Linked DNA regions of Ovis aries: region 2 is linked to region 1. A link is a contact called in public Hi-C data. All regions are on one chromosome and are shown on one strand. Each heading gives the region's core, a stretch centred on a gene start, on an enhancer-like site or on the middle of the called end of the contact. The rest is flanking DNA. Distances are from core to core; before and after follow the strand shown.

What was found. Hi-C and Micro-C count contacts between places; a contact is called where the count stands out from the background.
Region 2: a Hi-C map of hypothalamus shows a contact between it and region 1, with 2.7 times the contacts expected there. The contact joins the promoter of SLC35C2 here to the enhancer-like site in region 1. A contact is called at or near these places in 3 of 16 Hi-C or Micro-C datasets (hypothalamus, muscle and tail adipose tissue).

What each region holds. Positions count from the first base shown.
Region 1 is chr13:74,837,308-74,839,916 of ARS-UI_Ramb_v3.0, reverse strand. No RefSeq gene overlaps it. Among named protein-coding and RNA genes, the nearest start is that of CD40, 14 kb to the right of the region's middle. Within about 2 kb of position 1,311, at least 11 of the 54 cell types and tissues checked have an H3K27ac peak or open chromatin away from gene starts, as enhancers often do. A contact at or near this core is called in hypothalamus, where this site is marked.
Region 2 is chr13:75,071,657-75,074,265 of ARS-UI_Ramb_v3.0, reverse strand. It overlaps SLC35C2 (solute carrier family 35 member C2), which reads left to right and starts at 1,305. Exons shown (of 10, transcript XM_042230217.1): 1 at 1,305-2,609.

The sequences.
Region 1 (2,609 bases), core at 62-2,561:
TTTCACTTGCCAGCAATGTTGCACATCCCAGAAGACCCCTCCCCCAATGAGCTTCCCCCATCCCCCAGACTCCAGGACCACAGCATGGGTTTTTTTTTTTCTTTTTTTTTTTTTTTTTAAACAAATTAAAACTGTATCTCCCCACCCCTGCAGGTGGGTTGGTAATTTTCTGAGCTAGAATCACTCTTGGGGAGAGAAATCCTTCGGGGCAGACTCTTTAATAACTTCTGCTGCCCAAGGAATCAACTGCAGAGCCCTGAAGGCTCAAGGGGAGAGTGTGTGAGTATATGCCTGAGGGCCGAGATGGGGTGGGGGTTGTCATCAAATTAAGAGGGCATTACAGCCAGCTCAGCCCTTGCCCCCCCAGTCCTAGAATTTCAGTGTTTTAGATCCAGTTAACCAGGGTCGCAGGGTGGAGCCTAAGGCCCCAGAAATTCTCCAGCCTCCGAGCTGGGGTGCAGAGAAAAGAGACAACCTGCCTGGCACATGTGGCCTGACCTGACTCTGGACCCTCCCAGGGCCTCAGTCTCCCCTCATAGAAAACAAAAGTAGCTCTTCCCTGGAGGTCCAGCGCTTAAGACTCCACTCTTCCACGGCGTGGGTTCGATCCCTGGGCAGATAACTGTGCCACGCAATGTGGCCGAAAAATTTTTTTAATTATAAAAGAAAAGTGCTGAATACAATGAAATTCCCAGTCGCTTTTAATTTCAACCCTCTGTGATATGCTGTCTTGAGCTCTCACGGTTTTAACTTGGGGGATTGGTAGCATTTAAACATTGGGAGATTTAATATAGAAATCTGGATGCCCAGCAATATATAACTTTCATTCTTAGAGGGCAACCACTGGATAGAATCCATAGATGCCACCTCCCCCGCCCCCACAAGATGGACAGAGCCTTGCTGCGGCTTTGCCCAGAGGCTCTGCCGTCCTGACTCCCCCAACCTGCCTGTCTTGCTCTCCAGCCCCTGTGTTACCCCAGCCCTAAAGGTTACCTGCTCCTGCGGGGCCTTTTCTTCTGCCCTGGGCAGTCACACGGCCTTTTAACAGCCTAATGACGTGTGCCTGGGTTTTCACTCGCCAGAGGTTTTGGATCAACCAGTTAGGCCTAAATCCCAGCTCTAATTCTTCAGGCCTTAGCAAGTCATTTAGCCTCTGAGCCTCCATCTGTAAGCTGGGCGTTCGAAGAGACTGTGCCTTATTCGGGGTTGTCCTAGGGGCTTTAGACAAGCGTGTGAAGTTCTTAGCCCTGTGCCTAGCACAGAGCGCTCCGGCCCTGCGCATTCTTGGTGCTCCCTGCTCAACTCTACACGACTGAAGTGACTGAGCAGGGCACGCACAACCCTAGCTGGAGGAGAGGCCACAGGAGGAATGCAGGAATGCTTGTTAAATGGAGGAAGCAGTGGAGAGAGAGACCCGAGAAACGGATCAAGTTGGAGAGTAGAAGTCGCAGGAGGCTCGGGCGGATGGATGACGGGAGGATGAGAGCGGGCAGAAGCCAGCCGCCAGGGTCTTCGGACATTACTTTGGCGCCACCTTCAGGCTGATGCGAGTTTCACGCCCACCCATTCATCCACAGGTCAGAGTGGACTCTACAGTGTAGGCTGATCCTCTTTTAGAGTTGGCAAGCTCCCTAGAACTCATAATGGGCTTCCCGGGTGGCTCAGTGGGTAAAGAAACTGCCTACAATGCAGGAGACGCCAGGGATATGGGTTCGATTACTGGGTTGGGAAGATCCCCTGGAGGAGGGCATGGCGACCCACTCCAGTATTCTCGCCTGGAGAATCCCCAAGGACAGAGGAGCCTGGCGGGCTACAGAGTTGGACACGACTGAAGCCACTGAGCACTAGAACTCATCGAACCCCAGTCCTTCATCATATCTGAGCAGGGGAAACCTCAGAACCAGACAGCAACTTCCCCAAGGTCACCTAAAAAGTTCCTGGCTGAGGTCCATTTAGAACCCAGAACTTGCTACAGCTGCCAAGAATAACAACCCCTTCTCTTTGTCAGGGATGCAAGATATACAAAATTGTACCTTCTCATGCTTGGCCAATGCTGACTCTTGGAGTGGACTTCTCCAAAAGCAGACTCTGCAACAAGGAAGGCATGCAGGTAGTTTTTTGGAGAGTTGAGCCCAAGAGGCACCAGTGGGGCTGTGGGACATGAGACAGAAAAGAAAAGGAAGCCCATGCAGAGGGCATCTGTTAATCAAGCCCTCTGGGAACCCAGGAGACAGCACAGAACACACCTCAGATCTGTCCCTCCCAAGGGCAAGGAGGCTGGGGCATTTATTCTCCAACTTTCACTTCTGTTTGTTTGAGAGTATTCAGAGCATTATGTAAGAGATGTGGGTTAAATCCCTGGGTTGGGAATATCCCCTGGAGGAGGGCCATGGCAACCCACTGTAGTATTCTTGCCTGGAGGGTCCCATGGACAGAGGAACCTGGCAGGCTTACAGTCCAAGGGGTCGCAAAGAGTCAGACACGACTGGTGTGACTGAGCATGCATGCACACATCCAGGGCATTTGCTCGCCCAGCTGCATCTTACCTGCCCTACACCTGCACCAAGCCTGTTTTGAAAACCAGGGAAAGCCCTAAGTGCTTTCCAGAG
Region 2 (2,609 bases), core at 56-2,555, 230 kb before region 1:
TATTTAACTTATATGCAGAATACATCATGAGAAACGCTGACCTGGAAGAAGCACAAGCTGAAATCAGATTGCTGGGAGAAATGTCAATAACCTTAGATATGCAGATGACACCACCTTTATGGCAGAAAGTGAAGAGGAACTAAAAAGCCTCTTGATGAAAGTGAAAGTGGAGAGTAGAAAAGTTGGCTTAAAGCTCAACATTCAGAAAACGAAGATCATGGCATCTGGTCCCATCACTTCATGGGAAATAGATGGGGAAACAGTGGAAATAGTGTCAGACTTTATTTTGGGGGGCTCCAAAATCACTGCAGATGGTGACTGCAGCCATGAAATTAAAAGATGCTTACTCCTTGGAAGAAAAGTTATGACCAACCTAGATAGCATATTCAAAAGCAGAGACTTTACTTTGCCAACAAAGGTCCGTCTGTTCAAGGCTGTAGTTTTCCCAATAGTCATGTATGGATGTGAGAATTGGACTGTGAAGAAAGCTAAGCGCCGAAGAATTGATGCTTTTGAACTGTGGTGGAGAAGACTCTTGAGAGTCCTTTGGACTGCAAGGAGATCCAACCAGTCCATTCAAAAGGAGATCAGTCCTGGGTGTTCTTTGGAAGGAATGATGCTAAAGCTGAAACTCCAGTACTTTGGCCACCTCATGCGAAGAGTTGACTCATTGGAAAAGACTGATGCTGGGAGGGATTGGGGGCAGGAGGAGAAGGGGACGACAGAGGATGAGATGGCTGGATGGCATCACTGACTCAATGGACATGAGTTTGGGTGAACTCCAGGAGTTGGTGATGGACAGGGAGGCCTGGCGTGCTGCAATTCATGGGGTAGCAAAGAGTCGGACACGACTGAGCGACTGAACTGAACGGATCTTCTAAGTCCTGAAACCTGATGCCTCCGATATCACTCCCTAGCTGGGTTGAGCTCCCATAGGAAAAAGCCCAGGAGAGATACAAGCATTTCCATGGTTGCCCAGCACTGGGTTGGAATAAGGTAAATACTTCAATATATGAGTAGGTGACCTTTTCCTGGCTGCCAGCGGTGCGCAGGGCTCTTGCAGCAGGCACCTTGGTTGACCAGGATCTCGGTTGACAACAGGAGACACAACCAAGGGGGATGCTCAGGCCGGATTCCTGGGGAGCCAGGGCGCGCAGCACGCGGTTTCGCAGACCACACGGGAGGACCAGCCCCCCGACACGCCCCGCCCCGCCCCCGACACGCCCCGCCCCTGGCCCCGGGCCCACCCCCAGAGGCTTCCGGCAGAAGCGCCCCCCAGTGGCGGCAGTGGGCCTCGAACTTCCGGCAGGAGGATCCGGGCCTGCAGCGCCGGCGGTGCGAGGTGAGTGGGCGCGCGGCGGGCCTTCCGCGCGCTCCCGGGGTTGGAGGGGGACCAGGGCGGGGCTGTGAGCGGGGTCCAGGCTCGGCGCCGCGCGCCGCGGCCGCGGGGCCCGCCCGGGTCATGCTCCTCCCGGGCCTCGGTATCGCAGTCATGGAGGGGCCCGGGCCTCCGCGCTCTTTCCCCGCGGCGGGACCCAGGCGGGCATCGCGCGGACCCGGCCCTGCACTTGGAGAGGCCGCATCCCGCCGTGGGGTGGGAGTCGGGGGGTGGATGGTAAACACGTGGACAAACAAGGAAACGTCAGGCAGTGGGAGGTGCCACCAGGATTAGACGCCCCCCTCCCCACACCCCTACCCCGCCCCAGGCCCCAAGATGTTCAACCAAGCAAAGATCTGCGACCGCGAATACAAAGGACGCAGGCCTGATGTGTTGAACAAATGGCCAGGGGCCAGCGTGGCGGGTGGGGGGTGGGAAGGAGAAGATGAGGTTGCAGAAGCTGGCAGAGGCCGGAGGCTGGGAGGCCTTCCCCTCGGGTCTGCTGAGGAGTTGGGATTAACCCAGTGAGGGCCTGGTCTGCTTTCTGTGCTCAGGCCACCTCTGCAGCTGGATGGCTGCCTCCAGGCTGTAGGAGGAATTGGAAGCAGGGACACCAGTGAGGGGCCTCGTTAACTTTCGAAAAGGTGCTCCCTGTGGGCTGGGGTCCTCATGGGGACTTCCCGAAGGTGGCGGGCCTGGGCTGGCTCCTTGAAAGAAGGGCAGGATTTGAACAGTGGAGGGAGCACCTGCGTGGCAGTGTTGGAGCCTGTTGGAGCTGGAACCACTCCAGAAGCCAGGAGATATAAGAAATCAATTCCCAGCAGGGTGCTGACCATCCTGGTGTGGGAGCCCAGGGCTAACCAGGGAGAGGGAGTACCAAGAGATAGCTCCCCTAGTGCCAACAGGCCCCGCAGTTGCCTGTGGGACCTAGCAGTCAGTCTCAAGGGGGAGCGGTTCCCACCCCCAACCCCCAGGTTAACAGTTGGCAACATCTGGAGACATTTTTGGTCGTCCCAACTTGCGGGGAAGGGATGGTCCAGGCCCCTAGTGCACAACGACCAGGGATGCAGCTTAACATCCTCCCGTGCACAGACAGGGCTTCTCCCAGCAAAGAATTATCTAGCCCCAAATAGCACTAATGCCACAGTTGGGAAGCCTTGGTATAGAGGAAGGAGCATGGGCCTGGAGTTCTGTCAGAGGTGGGTTTGGTGCCCGCGTGCTCCACTCTGGC